Regions from separate parts of the Mus musculus genome. Here all the other regions are linked to region 2. A link is a contact called in public HiChIP or PLAC-seq and promoter capture Hi-C data. All regions are on one chromosome and are shown on one strand. Each heading gives the region's core, a stretch centred on a gene start, on an enhancer-like site or on the middle of the called end of the contact. The rest is flanking DNA. Distances are from core to core; before and after follow the strand shown.

Region 1 (2,793 bases), core at 256-2,755, 370 kb after region 2:
AAATACAGAAGAAGGAGGGCTTACTCAGCACACTGACTGCCAACACCTGACACCCGGGAGCTCCTGGGTATAGGTGGAGGCCAGCATGAGCTACACAGGGAAACATTCAGGAGACAGAAACAGGAAGATCTCTTTTGAGTTTGAAGTCAGCCTGGTCTTAAACTCCAGGACAGCTTGGACCACAAAGGAACCTTGTCTAAAAAAAAAGGGGGGGGGGCCGCTGTGGGGGTGTGGAGAGAGTAAGTAACTCACTGGTAGAGCATCTGCCTAGTGGACAACAGCCCCTGGGCTGCGTCACCAAAATATAACATATAACCCTCTGTCTCCACTAACCCGAGGCAGAAGGCATGGCCACTCCAGTACACACCAGGCATTCACTTCCTGCCTAACCGCACCAAAAGGTTACAACTCTTGTTGTAGTTACCAGCTACAAAATATAATAAAGTAAGTTGTCTACTCTTGGCACAGGGCGAACAGGTGCTCATTCAATATCCGGGATGGTGCAGGCAGGACCCAAGGCTGAGCTGAAATTAAAGGTAAGGACCTCGCAGGCAAGATATTTCTGGGCTCGGCTGCTGAGCATGGTACCATGGCATTAGTCCAGATGCTTGCCCTGCTCCTGGGGTCTCTCACCTGAGCCAACACAGTGGTCATCTCCAGGCCAGTCAAGAGCACAGAATGCCAGGCTCCAACGTTTATCTCCCGTTGGATAAAACTGCCCCCAGCAGGGCAGGTGAGTGTGGGAAAACTGTTCAATTTGAAATGGGCAACCCTGGCCTTCCCACGCACCAACTGCCGAGACCACGGCGATGGAGTGGAAGGGCATGCGGCCGGGCGAACATTGGAAGCCCGGAGCGGCCAGCCTTGCTCTTACTCCGGTGCAGCTCTCACGAGCGCCCGCTGAGCCTCACGCGCAGCACCACGCGTGCAACTGTGCGCACGGCACGCGAAAGGATGGCCGCGTCAGGGAGTGAGGCCCTTGCGAACCAAGAACCAGCACCCAAGTTCCGGGTTCTCGAGCCGTGGGCGGGGCTACACCCGGGGCGGGGCTACCCCGGAGGCGGAGCCTTGGTGTGGCGGGAGGCACAGCCGGGGGTGGGGCTAGCGCGCTGCCCGGGGCGGAGTGCAATGCTGGTGGGGGAGGGGCGCGGGTCGGTGGGGGAGGGGCGCTGAGGCTCGGGCGCGGCCCCGCGGGCCCTTTTTGCGCGCGGCCCGGCCTGCGTTCCGCGGAATCTGCTGCGGCTTGCGTACCGGGCTTACCTTGGGCTTCTCTTCCGACATGGTTGCGCAGCGACGGCGGCGGCAAGCGCAGCGGGAACCGGTGGCACTGGAGCGGGCGAGTCACGCTCTCTGCCCCGCCGCTCTCCCGCCGCAACTGTCGCGGGGCCGCGCTTTATCCCTAAATCCCGGCGCGCTGGTTGGTCGCGCGGAGTCACGTGGTCGGGCGCGTGCACGAGGCGCGCGCCCCGCGCCGCGGGTGCGCGCTGGCCAGCCGCGATTCAGGACGGTTGCGAATGCGTCACGGGGCGGGTCAGGCGCCCGGGTGCGCGCAGAGCCCCGGGGACGCGCGACTCAAGGTCCTAGGCCCAGAGACCCCGGATGTGGGTGCAAGACTGCGCGTCCACGCAGGGAGGCACGGGAGGAGTGGGGGCGCTGTGTGCTAGGTCAGGACCCAGAGGAACGTTTTGGCCCAACCAGTAGCCTCTTCACCACCCACATTTGGGGACTTTTTCTTATATGCAGGCTGCATTTGGGTAAGAGAGGGCAAAGAAACTCAGGCTAACCCTTTCAGGTGGTCCGGAAGACGAATAAGGAGGTTACCAGGCATGGTTTATGGACCACACACTCCTGGAACAGGCCTCTGGCCTTTAATTTGAATGTCACAGGAGGGCTCATGTCTAGAAAAGGCATCCTTTGAGGACACAGAGGATGGCTTCTGTTGGCCCAGAAAGCCAGCACATGCTCCCATTTCATCTTTTTTCATTTGATTTCCTGGATGGGGTGGACCAGCCTCCACAAGGGCCATTCCCAAGATGGCTCTCCAGAAGGACAAGCTCTTCCCCTTCATTCTCACTATCTAGCTGCCTTTCTCCCTCCTTACGTAGTCCCAAAGTAACCACTAGGTGGCTTGGGTGGGTGAGAGTGACAGGCACAGAAAGCTTCCCTTCTGACCTACCATTTGCTGTTTCTGGAATGCTATTGTGGACACTAATAACCCATTTTACACAGCACACCAAGATGCCTAGAAGTTTAATAACATGCCCAAGGAGTCAACTAGATAAGCAAAACAAGGGAAGCTTGAGCTGGAAGATCCATCGGGAGCCCTGGCTAAGGGGTCAAGAGTGTCCTTTCCTTGTATCTTGGCGTGAGTTTTTAGAATGCAGCCCACAGGCCCTCTGTGTCTGTCTGCTAACACCTGCAAATCAGGCCAGTCAGGGCTGACACAGTCACCCACAGTCGTCTCAGGAAGGTGTTGATTGGCCGTGTTCCAGGACCACACAGCAGCCTCCAGAGAAGTGGCGCTCTGTTTGACAGAAGTATGTTTCTGTTCCAAGGAAGGGCCAGCAGACAAGTATCCCCACTTCCTGGTAATACTGCAAAGCTACTAAGCCAAGTGTCTGTGAAGCCAACCTTTTTTAGCCTTTCCCCTGTACACATGACCTTTCTTCGAGAAGTTTGTCAAGGTCTTCCACAAGGACGCATTTGGAACTCATCCCACACCCAGACCAGACCAAGGTATGGATTTTCCTCAAATACAGATCATGGTCATCCTTAGCTGAACATATCTCTGGA
Region 2 (2,700 bases), core at 120-2,619:
TCATTTCGGGTGGGGTTGGGGTGTCGCCTCCTGAAGCTGAGGAAGGCCATGCAGAGTGCCCCTGTTGATGTCCTTGAGGGAAATCACCACCAGGGACTCCTCTCAAGGCAGAGCTTTGACTCTGTTTTCCTCTGTGCAGGTCTAGCAAGTGACACGGCACTGAGCTGAAGATCACAGTTCTGTAACTTTAGCTATTCTTCTGGGGGAAGGGGCATCCGGAAGAAGATACAATCAAGGCAGAGCTTACATCTGTGAGCTGGCTGCCCCTGGAGAAGAAAAGAAATAGACTTTAATTTGTTGAATGAAAATATTTTAAAAATCCCCAAAGAAATGGCAATTGTCTATAAATCTAAAGATTCTACATTCGGAACAGTAAGGAAGGCTGGTTGCCCAAATAAGGGTGAGGTTGGTTTCTGCCAATACTCCCTGCTTGGTGCATGGGGGTACACAGTTTTCTCCTCTCAGGCTCCCATAGCAGAAAGCTCTTTCCAGTCACACACATAAACAAAGGGATCTTCATAAGAGGCCAAGCTCAAAGGCCGGTCATGCAACTTCTGAAGCAAACTTCACGGGCCTGCAATGTGTGTTGTTTCTGCTTGCACAGAGGAAGCCCTGATGTGCTCGCTGGCTCGACAAAGAAAGGCATTATTGAAAACCCAGGACAGGGAGGACTGTGGCCCCAACACCAGATGTGCCAGGGCAGGGAAAGGCTTTTAATTAACAAAGCTCACTCTTTCCAGTAGCCCACTGACCATTACTAGAAGCAGGGGTCTGCACTTGCTCTGCCACTGCTAAATGCTCTGGCCACAGCATCCCACCCCAGTCCCCAGAGACACCTGTAGCTCTTCCACACGCCAGATACAAACTCCTCCAGAAGCCCGGGGCTTTCAGTATTAGTGTGACTCAGCCATGCAACTTAGAGTGCATCCATATAATAGCATCTAAGGTCTAGGCTGTCACTCATACCAGGTCACCCTCTCCAGCACCGGATCATGACTTTACAACCTCAGTCTCTCCCTGTAGACATGCCACTAAGCACCTCTGTCTTCAGATACCAGACACAGACACAGAGGGTTAGCGAAAAGCCCTCAGCAACACTAGAGGGAAATTCTAGTTATCCTGCGAGGGCCGCACTCCTCTGAAGCACTGGCCTCAGAGTGAGCCTGCAACCTAGCTAGCCTGGGGTAGCAGGCGCTCAGCGCGGCCTCTGCTTCCTCCCGCTCCTGGCCGGCCTCACCAGCAGTTGAGCTTCCGCACGTTGTGCAGCTCCGAAGCCTTGGCTCGGGACAGGACCATCTTTCGTGTCAGCTTCATGGTGGCCACAGGGCCGCGGGCCCGGCCGCCCTCCGCTGTACACTCGGCTAGCGGGAGAGGCCTGCGCAGCGGCGCGTCTCCAGGGGCGGGGCCCGCGTTTCTAGGGGCGGAGCCTGAGGTCCCATTGGCAGTCAGGCGAGAGGGCGGAAGCGCGCCGGCGAAGCGGGACGGCCCGACTTCCGTGATACGCGATTCCGCCCCGCCCCTTTGGCGGCCCGCCGGTCCTGCGCATGCACGAGGCTCCGGGCTTTGCTGCCTGGGGACCGCTGGTCTCTGCATCCCGTGTTTGCGTGCGCGGGAAGGGCGGCCCTTAGGATTCCAGTGTGCAAGAGTCTGAGATGGGCTGGCTTGGGTGAGAAAGGCGCCGGTGTGTGAGGGACTCGGGACGCCTGGCTGGTCTCGGAGACATCGAGGACAGAAAAGGTCGAGTCGGGAAGGGTGACAGAGTCCTCGTAGTGGATGCCAGCAGAAACCCTCCTGGCATGCTTGCTCCGGATCCTAATCCCTGCCATGGCCCTGGTCACCACTGAGCCCTCACCCATTTCTGCTTGACCCCAAATCGGGGATTTGTGTTACATAACAGCTAATCCACAACCAGACGATGACTGACACTTGTAATTGATGCACTCAGAGGCTGAGGCAGGAGGATTGCCTGAGCCAGTTTCTGGCAAGACTGGCTCATACAGACATTATCTCAAAAGACAAAGCCGAGTAGTGGGGGCTTGGGGAGGGACTGAAGAAACAGTTAAGAGCGCTGGCTGCTTTTCCAGGGCACTCATATGGCCGGATCACAACCTTATGTAACTCTAGTTCCAGGGGACTCAATGCCCCTCTTTTGGCCTCCTTGCGCACCAGACAGGTCACTTGGGTTGCACACACATGCAAGCATAACACTCATATGTAGAAAAACAAAACGAACAAAACAAAAACCTTAAAAACAAACAAACAAACAAACAAATAGAAAATAGACGTTATGTTTTTGAAAGTCAGTACTGTGCCTGTGGTTGTCAGTGTGCATTTTAAGTAATCACAAATGAATTTTTGTTTTGTTTTCTTCTGGAGAAAACAGATCTCCAGAAGAAAACAAAACGAAAGATTGTAGGTTGAAATCTTCATATCTTTTTCTATCCTACAGATTACACCGGGACAGGCACTGGGTACTTCAGGCCCTTTAGGTAATAAACTGCCCTTGATGAAGTATTCTAGGGCTCTATTGTCTGTCTGACCACCCTGGTCTGCCTTTACCAAAAACAAGTGAAATGGTTCAGTAGGTAACAGTACTGGACGCACAAACCTAAAAACCATAGTTTGCACCCTGGAACCCACAGTGGAAAGAGAGCGGACGCTGAAGATTTAGCCTCTGGCGGGCCATTCATTACCATCAGG
Region 3 (2,808 bases), core at 213-2,712, 450 kb before region 2:
TGTACATGTCCCCTTAAGGGGTTCTCTGCAGGAAGTTGCAGGACACTCTGCTCTACTCTGAGACTATGTCCCCAGTTCATGCCAAGCTACTATCAGTACCCACCTTGATGAAGAGGTTGGTGCCAGCCACTATCTGTCTCTTGAAGGATATGGCTTTAAAGACATCAAACTTCTGATTTTCTTTCGATTCAAGCTGGGACTTCACCTGGATGGTGGGTGAGAAGGAAGGACTTAGATTCATGCACAGGTGCCCCCACACACACACACTGCCAGCCTTCAATACTCCTCATTCCGGGGGACATGGTAAACTGTTGGCCCCACTGATAAAGAACAACACAGCTCCTTTTTTTTGGGGGGGGGGGGGACAGGGTCTCACTATGTAGCTATGGCTGGCATGGAACTAAGCAAACTGGGCTGGCTTCAAATTCAGAGAGACTCGCCTGTCTCTGCCTCCTGAGTGCTGATGTGGCACGTGGCCAAGGTTCCCTTGCCTGGCCAGTGTGTCTGTAACATTTCCTCATTTCTAGGGTCTCATGGAGCTGACTCACTCCTTCTTGGCCACTTCAGTCAGAGCAAACACCTCCCAAGATCAGCTAGGCTTAGTGGACAGGGTCCTGGGCTTGGGGCGTGGCAGGAGAGCTGAAGAGAGGATTTGTTTAACTTTTCTTCTCTTGCTAATACCCTGAACCTCCCCCTACCTTGTACTGAATCTCTGCTCTGCTAACAGTCACAGGAAGGGCAGCCCAGGCCCAAGGTCCACCCCCTCGTTTCAGACTAGGCACAAGCAAGTTCTACAACTTCTGGTTTTGATCCTTTTTTTTTTCCCTGAGGGGCGGTGTTGGTGATGGTGGTGGTGGTATCAGTTGAATTCCTGCCACTGAGCTAAACAGTCCTAGCTCTTTCTTTTGAGGAGACAAGCACAGTAGCCCAGTCTGGCTTTCTCTTGTTTAGGCCTGGGTGTAAGTCAAAAAGGTGCCGTCTAGGTTCTAACAGCTGCCTTCCTGAATTCTCTGGGACCACCGGATCCCTCCACCGATCCCGGGGCTAGTTCCCTAATAGGTGAGTGGCCCTCTTGTATGCAAGCGGCAGAAGACTCGCCCCAGTTCCCGGCCCTGAATCTTCCAACCAGATCCAGAGCCCCCAGCTCCCAGTCACACTTGTGGCCGCCCCGGAAACCCGCTGCAGGACCTGACCAGTCTGGGCAGGCCGGTCCCTGAGGCCGCCGGGTCTCCGCAGGCCTGGCTCAGACTGGCCTGACCTGGGCCCAGCCTCACCTGGTCGGCGACCTCCTGCGTCTCGGCCGTGGCTGGCATTGTGGCAGATGGCGCGCCACACATCATCTTGGCAGCAGTAGTCGGGGTAGCACGGAGAAGCTGAAGACAGATCCAACTAGGAGACCTGGGTGCCTGGACCCTAGAAAAACCTGGCTTGGCTCCGCCCCCCCGGACCCGTAGCACGTGACAGAGCGACGGGGCGGGGCGCCGCACCCTCTCGCTCGCTCTCTTTACTGTCACCACCCTCCGTTCCAGGCAGAGTCAGGAGACCCAGGCTGGGCGTGGGCGGAGGGTGAGGCATGGTGGGTGCTTCACGTCCTTTCCCTGAACGGACGCTAAGAAGGGTTTGGAGGCTGGGAGTCCTGATTGCCCCTCAATGGTCGTGAAGTGATTGTAGGAGTATCTCTGACCCGGCTTAGGGGCTTCCGGGTCCTCACAGGATGCAGAGATGTGAGAAGGGGTCCTAGTCTTTCCATGGAGTAGGTGGACACGAAGTACAGCCCTGGACATCTCAATTTCCCCTTGTCCTGTGACTATTAAGTGGGGGTCTTGATGGGTCCCTATCCCTCCTTCCATAGAGTGGATACAGAAATAGATGATTGAGGACCTAGAAGTCTCAGATCCCTGTTCCTTGACCCCTGGCCCCATCCTTTCCTCCCCTCCCCAACGTGGACTTAGTTTTTGGGTCCGGATAACCCCATGAAATAAGAGCTTATCTGGGAATTCCATTCTTTTTGAATGACATGGCCTTGTCAGGCGGTAGGCGGGGCTTGGGGATCCCAGCCCCAGCCCCACAGAGCTGGGTAGGTGGTCTATTCTGGGTGAGACTCTATTCTCACACACCCAACACAGGCTGGGAACCATGAGGACCCCGGATATGCCCTCTGTCAGTGCTCTTACTTGAGTGACCTTCAAACCCGAGTTTCCGTTTGCAAAACTGTCACAGTTGGATAGCAGGACATGATGGTATACACCTGCAATCCTGGCACTTGAGAGGCTAAGCTAACCTGACTATGCAGTGAGACCTTGGCTTAAAAAAAATAATTTGGGGGTGCAGAGGTAGCTCATGGTAAGGGGCTTGCCACGGAAGTGCGACAGCCTGAATTTGATATTTGGAACCCAGTCAAAGAGCCAAGTGAGGGGCTGGAGAGATGGCTCAGCAGTTAAGAAAACTGGCTGCTCTTCCAGAGGACCTGAGTTCAATTCTCAGCTCCCACATACTAGCTCACAACTCCAGTTCCATGGGATCCTATTTCTCCACCCCCTGGCCTCAATGGGCACTAGGGATGCAAGTGGTGCCCAGACATACATGGAGACTTGTGGTGGTGGCAGTCAACCCAAACTAAAACAGAAGTTAGTACCAGACACTGGAGTATTGCTGGGATTAGGCCTGGCCATGCTTTTGTTTGGAGGAATGTGGATTTTGGGTTAGAAAAGCAATTGATCACTTAATAGTTCATAGGGCCATAGTAGTAGGAATATGGAAGACAGTGGTGATGAAGGTGATGTGAGCTTTGGGGGTCTGGTTCAAGAG
Region 4 (2,700 bases), core at 160-2,659, 370 kb before region 2:
TACCAGGCACTGGGGACAATCCTACAGGATTCCAGGATGGGATCCTTACTTGGGGGCAGGATGGGGTGTGTGTTGGGAGTGGGGTCCAGGAGGATAAGGGAAATGGGGTCTAATTAATTGGCGGGGAACCCCCAAATTTCCAGGCGTCCCCAGGAGGACTCAGAAGGAAGGGGAGTCTAACCTGAGCCATCAAAACATCCTGGGTCTCAAGGGGACCTCCGGGACTGGGAAGGGGTCTAGGCTGAGGCTCAGAATGATTTCAGGAGGCTGAACGGAGGCAAATCCAGGCTGGGCCTAGGAATATTCCAGTTCTTGGGGGAGGCAACCCAGGAGGACTCCAGGGAACCATCGGGGGTCCAAGTACGGCCCAGGAACACCCCGAAGAACTTCAGGGGGACAAGGGGATCCAGGCTGGGCCCAGGAACACCGCAGTACCCCAGAAGGACTTCAGTGGGCTAAAAGAGGGGATTCAAGCTGGGCCCAGGAACACCCCAGTGGGACTCCGGAGGACCGCAGGCAGCTGAAAGGGAGTCGGACTGGGTCTAGGAACATCCCGCTGGCCAGGGAGGGTGGAGGCTGCTCCCGCGGGGCGCGCCTCGCGTCCCCTCCCCCGCTTGCTGTCCGTTGGCCGAGGCGGTCGCCGCTGCGCCGCGGGCCGCGACTCCTCCCCCGCGCGTCGGTCCGCGCGTGTCCCCGCGTCCCCGCGCCTGGCGTCCCGCGCCGGCGGAACTGTGGGATCGCCGCGCACAGGAAGTGGCGGCGGCGCCGAGGCGGAGGGCGGCGATGGGGGCCCGGGGCGGCGGGCGCCGCACTCGCTGAGGCCCCGACGCAGGGCCGGGCCGGGCCCAGGCCGCGCGCGCCCGACGCGAGAACCGCGACCAGCAGGTGGAGTGCAGGTGAGCCGCGCCGAGCCCGGCCGAGCCGCCGGAGGTCGTCCCCCGCCCGCGGTCGCCGGGCCCCGCCGCAGTGGCCGGCTGCGCTCCGCGGGGCGCGCGGCCTGGAGAGCGCGGCGCCTGGAGGCTCCGGGTCCCGCCCGGCCCCTGTGCGGCCTGCCCGGCCCGCCGGTGCTGTGCGGGGTGCGCGGCGGCCTGGGGATGCGGGCGATCGGGTAGAGATGGGGATGCGGGGCCCGACGAGAGGGCCTGGGCGGCCTTGGGGCCCCTCTCCGGGGGGAACCTTGCTCGGCTCCCGGCTCCTCGCTCTGGGGGAGCCCCCCATGCCTGATTTCGGGGCCCTGTGGGCTAGTTTCACTTTTTTGCTTGCTCAACGCGGAGGGAGGGCTGCAGGTGGGACGCCCTGGAGGAAGGTGCGAGGGCTCGGTTGTTGTTGTTTTTTTTTTTTCTTGACTTTGGCGTTTGAGACCAAAGGCCGACTGTGAATTTCCACGTTTCACTCAGGCGCTGGGGTCATTCAGTAACCAGAGCCTCTGGAGGAAAACACCTGTCCACGGTGGGCCTGGAGCCCCGGAGCAGTTGACCCCAGGTACCTACGACAGGAGGATTGTGAACACTTAAGCTGGGTGGAAAATATATTCAGGTTTCCTTTTTAACTTCGAGAGAAGTTTAGGGGCACAGGGAAATGATTTTAGAAATGGCCTTTCAAACCTAACTTTTTAAAGCAGTGTGGAAAGTCTTCTCTAAGAGAATACTTAAGAGACTGGGTTCTTCTTCCTGGGAAACGAGAAGGCTACTTGGATTTGAGACAGATTGGAATGACTCGTCCAGAGCCAAGATCTTGGATTCTGGGATTGGACACAGGGTGCCGGTTGGGGGTGCTGGGTTGGTGGCTGTTGGAACTGAGTGGAAGCAGCTCTTTCTGCTTCGATGACATTGGGAAATGGACTGTGCCCCTTTCAAAGGGGTCTCTGTGCACTTTGATCACTCCCTTACTGTCCCTTCCCCTTATTAGGTAAGCAGGACTCCTTCCAACTTTAGGATTTAGCCTATAAGATTGATTCCTAGTATCACACTCTGTGCTTTGTAATTACGTTGTTTCCAAAGGCAGTTACATGCAATGGCTTTGCCAGCCTCTCTTTGGTCTTGGTGGCATGTGCTCCTCAGCATGGCTATGTTCAGCAGGTGGATGTCAGCTGGATGTCTGACCTAACTCAGTCTGGACCTACTGGAGGCCTTGTGTGTGGCCCCCACCTGCTCTTATCTGTACAGCAGCAGGGCAGAAGGTCTAGGTCTTAGAAGTTGCCTGTGGAATTGGTGGGAAGTGGGTTAAATACAGTGTCTCCTAGGGAAGGAAGATGGGAGGGATGCTGGAAATGAAGGGAGGTCTCTGTCTCACCCTAAGCTGCTCCCAGATAACAGGCCCAGCACCTGGGAAGGACAGTGCCTGTGTGTTCTAGGGGACTGGGGAAACTGAACAGAAAGTAACTGATCTACTTCAGAAGTTACAAAAGGAGCATCTACTGCAGTAGAGGAGTTGTTTACTTCTTTTCTGGGGCATATAGCTGCGACTCTGTGCTAACAGACTCTGAAACACACTGGGGTCTGAGGAGCAAGGCTAGCCACTTGTCCTGGATTATGTCACAAATCTCCACAGCCAGAATTTAAATGAAGAGCAAAGGGACTCTGATTTCCTCCAGCCCAGTCAGGGTAGTAAAAATCTGTATACATCTGTCTCTGGCCCACTTGGAGGCAGGTAGGGCATAGTAAGATCTTTGTATAGTATGGGATGAGCAAAGATGGAAGT
Region 5 (2,700 bases), core at 116-2,615, 460 kb after region 2:
CCAGGAGCCAGGGAAGCACGGGACACGCGCGCCCTCAGGCGGCAGGAAGAAGAGTTGAGGATTCTAAAAAATTAACTTTGTTGTCGTCGACTTGTGAGTTCCTTGGGGTGCCCTGGAACTGGCCTTAAGCAACTCATCCTCCATGGGGGAACCTGGGGTCCATCGGACAGCCCAGAGCACAGGAACACTGCTGAGGGTTGAGAAGGAGAAAACATTTAGGGGGTGGGGGGGTGGGGTGGGGATCTGTCCTAGGTAAAAGCCAGGCTAGCTTTCAGGGTGGCTCTGGCTGCCAGATCTTCTGGGGAGATGAACCAGGTTGTGAAGAGTTCAATGGACTTTATTCCCAGGTCATCTCAAAACAAGCTTGCGAAAGTAACTTTTATTCGCTTGATGTCCTTGTTGTCTCGGAGGCTTACTGCTGACTACGATCTCCTTTTCTAGCTCTTTCTGAACTCTTACTGGCTGATTCAATTCAGCTGTTCTGGCTCAAACGTCTCTTCAAGTCGCCTGATTCAATCTAGTTTGTCTCAGCTTCACATCTAGTGCACTGCTTGGCCTGCAGCCACTCACTCACTGTTCTAGATTGCTTTCTGTTGCTGTGATAAAAACACTTATCAAAGGCAGCGTGGGGAGGAAGGTGTTCTTTACATCTTACAGGTTGGATCTCATCGTCAGGGAAGGAGCAGGAACCTGGAGGCATCCCCTGATGAGAAACCGCATCGGAAAGATGCTTATTGGCTCTGCTCCCTGGCATGCTCTGCTACTTCAGCCACTGTGGGGCACCGGACTCCGCTTTGGGCTCACCTTCTCCCCACAAATCCCATCTCACTGTGGATCCCTAGCAGAGACGTCCCGGCATCCAGGATGCTCTCTACCCTAGAAGGGAAGAAGGCAGAAGGCCTCTACCCTGGCTGTGCCTGGGCCCAACTTTCTTTTGTGGCTCCAACTATAGCCCACTTTGGTTTTGTATTGTATTTTACAGGTGTCATTTGGGTGAAGAGCTGGAATTACCCTTCGTCCTTGCTTTCCTTAAGCAATACTGCACTGGGTGCACAGGGGCTGTTGGACACGGAGCCGACTGTGCAGGAAGACGGAGGCCGTTCGGTCCATCTGGTACCCATTTAAGTGGAATTGCAAAGTCCCCAACTCCAGGACCTGTTTTAAGGACGAAACGCCAAGCTGCACACATAGAGACCCGCATGAGTAAAACCGACGTGAACCTTTCTCCCTATTCTACCCCAGACGCGCGCGATAGAAACATGGCGTAACGTGCACCCGAGGCTTCAATAGTTTTACTTCCCTGGCTCTTGGCTGCAGCCACATCGCCACACGTCTAACGCGCTAGCGGGAGCGCGCGACGTAAGCACCGCAACTGCGCACGCGCTACGGGAGGCACTTCCGGGGACCGGCCGAACGCCGATCTACGCAGCCGCGGCTCTATTTCCGGCTGTCTGGGAGCACTTCCGGGAGGCTCTTCCACTAGTGAGGCGGCGTTGCTAACAGGCGGAAACCTCCAGGGAAGATGGGGAAAGTGAGGGCGCTGCGGGCTCGTGTGCACCGGGCGGCCGTGAGACCCGACGGGGATTCTGCACCGGGCCCTGTGCCCCGCGCCGTGGAGCCGGCGCTCCCACAATCCCCGGCGGGCGGAGCGGGGGCGAAGGTGAGGTGTGGGGCGCCGGTCGGGCCAGGTCTCTGCCGAGCCGGATCTCCAAAGATCAGGAGCCCTGGATGGTTGGGTGTCGCCTCTTCTGTGTGTGTTCCTGCCACTCTGGTTAGGGTCCTGACCCGGCCCACCTTTAGCCGTCATGCCTTCTCGGTTGGGGTGTGAGGCTCCAGAAGCGCTTCCATCTCTGGGGGAAAATATCCCACTACGCTCTGGAAATGTCGCAGGGCGCTGTCTGTCTGCCTCTGTCTATCTCTGTGTCTCAGTCTCTGGTGTGTGTTTGAGACAGGGTCTCTCTATGTAGCCCTGACTATTCTGGAACTCACGCTGTAGACCAGGCTGGCCTCGAACTCATAAGAGATTGACCTGCCCCTGCCTCCCACATGCTGGGGTTAAAGGCATGGCATGCACTTGTGTCCCTGGCGCTTGCTTGTTGCTTTGGCCTTTGGGATCTTATTTATTTTTATTTTACCTCATCTCATTCTTTCTTTATTCTTTTGAGACAAGGTTTCACCCTAGCCCCCCCCCCCAGCTTGTCACTCTCGTGCCCAGGCTGTAGCCCACTGTGCCCAGCTTTTATTTGTTGTTGTAGCCAAACTGAGAGCTTCTGTTTTCTCCCACACCCACACCCACGGGAGGTGCTGTGCAGTCATTGATTCGTGCAGCCATTGATTCTTATTTTTCCCATTTTTCTTTTAATTTGGTAACTTGGCTCAAATTTAAGCCTTGTGTTGACAGAGATTGTTTTTATGCCCCTTTGGTCAGCCGCGTCTTTGCCTCACTGGAAGGTTATGTGGTTGGTGTTCCTATTTTTGTTCCTCAGAGATGCCCAAGGACCAGTACTTAGAGGATTCCCTCTGCTCACTCCTGGGAGGGCCCATGCATACAGTTGTAAGCAGCAGTCATGCCTTATCTCACAGCTACTCTTGGATCTGCATGTGTTTGCAGGGAGGCTGTGCTCAGGCCCTGTGCTAGTGTGGCTCTACTCCCCAAGACTCTCTGATTGTCCCAAGTCTGATGGGGGCAGGAAGGAACAG

Evidence for each region. Promoter capture Hi-C pulls out the DNA fragments that hold promoters and counts their contacts. HiChIP or PLAC-seq counts read pairs in DNA pulled down with a chosen protein or histone mark. Capture Hi-C pulls out chosen DNA fragments and counts their contacts.
Region 1: a contact with region 2 is called in a promoter capture Hi-C map of adipose tissue, with 2.6 times the contacts expected there. The contact joins the promoter of Sumo3 here to the promoter of Cfap410 in region 2. A contact is called at or near these places in 5 of 39 promoter capture datasets (the 3T3-L1 cell line, cranial neural crest, frontonasal cranial neural crest and 2 more), 1 of 484 Hi-C or Micro-C datasets (CD4 T cells), 9 of 115 datasets of contacts at active chromatin or transcription factors (bone marrow-derived macrophages, cardiomyocytes, craniofacial prominence and 5 more) and 2 of 9 other capture datasets (adipose tissue and liver).
Region 3: a contact with region 2 is called in an H3K27ac HiChIP or PLAC-seq map of embryonic stem cells, with 4 times the contacts expected there. The contact joins the promoter of Cstb here to the promoter of Cfap410 in region 2. A contact is called at or near these places in 2 of 39 promoter capture datasets (embryonic stem cells and erythroid cells), 1 of 15 datasets of contacts at CTCF or cohesin (embryonic stem cells), 4 of 484 Hi-C or Micro-C datasets (CD8 T cells, LSK cells, neutrophils and 1 more), 7 of 115 datasets of contacts at active chromatin or transcription factors (bone marrow-derived dendritic cells, effector CD8 T cells, embryonic stem cells and 3 more) and 5 of 9 other capture datasets (adipose tissue, embryonic stem cells, liver and 2 more).
Region 4: a promoter capture Hi-C map of stem cell-derived epiblast-like cells shows a contact between it and region 2, with 2.1 times the contacts expected there. The contact joins the promoter of Agpat3 here to the promoter of Cfap410 in region 2. A contact is called at or near these places in 2 of 39 promoter capture datasets (embryonic stem cells and stem cell-derived epiblast-like cells) and 4 of 9 other capture datasets (adipose tissue, embryonic stem cells, liver and 1 more).
Region 5: a promoter capture Hi-C map of liver shows a contact between it and region 2, with 2.9 times the contacts expected there. The contact joins the promoter of 2810425M01Rik here to the promoter of Cfap410 in region 2. A contact is called at or near these places in 2 of 39 promoter capture datasets (embryonic stem cells and neural stem cells), 1 of 15 datasets of contacts at CTCF or cohesin (the NIH/3T3 cell line), 34 of 484 Hi-C or Micro-C datasets (B cells, the Ba/F3 cell line, CD4 T cells and 24 more), 23 of 115 datasets of contacts at active chromatin or transcription factors (CD8 T cells, the NIH/3T3 cell line, T-cell acute lymphoblastic leukemia and 16 more) and 3 of 9 other capture datasets (adipose tissue, liver and macrophages).

Annotation. Positions count from the first base shown.
Region 1 is chr10:77,604,809-77,607,601 of GRCm38.p6, reverse strand. It overlaps Sumo3 (small ubiquitin-like modifier 3), which reads right to left and starts at 1,505. Exons shown (of 4, transcript NM_019929.4): 1 at 1,261-1,505. The coding sequence starts at 1,281.
Region 2 is chr10:77,977,319-77,980,018 of GRCm38.p6, reverse strand. It overlaps Cfap410 (cilia and flagella associated protein 410), which reads right to left and starts at 1,369. Exons shown (of 7, transcript NM_026431.2): 1 at 1,238-1,369; 2 at 248-266. The coding sequence starts at 1,314.
Region 3 is chr10:78,424,324-78,427,131 of GRCm38.p6, reverse strand. It overlaps Cstb (cystatin B), which reads right to left and starts at 1,462. Exons shown (of 3, transcript NM_007793.3): 1 at 1,275-1,462; 2 at 104-205. The coding sequence starts at 1,340.
Region 4 is chr10:78,350,409-78,353,108 of GRCm38.p6, reverse strand. It overlaps Agpat3 (1-acylglycerol-3-phosphate O-acyltransferase 3), which reads left to right and starts at 1,409. Exons shown (of 10, transcript NM_053014.3): 1 at 1,409-1,482. Gm40709 (a long non-coding RNA gene) reads right to left here and starts at 626. Exons shown (of 3, transcript XR_871856.3): 1 at 182-626.
Region 5 is chr10:77,514,563-77,517,262 of GRCm38.p6, reverse strand. It overlaps 2810425M01Rik (RIKEN cDNA 2810425M01 gene), which reads right to left and starts at 1,365. Exons shown (of 1, transcript NR_163865.1): 1 at 322-1,365. It overlaps Fam207a (family with sequence similarity 207, member A), which reads left to right and starts at 1,450. Exons shown (of 6, transcript NM_133998.3): 1 at 1,450-1,660. The coding sequence starts at 1,523.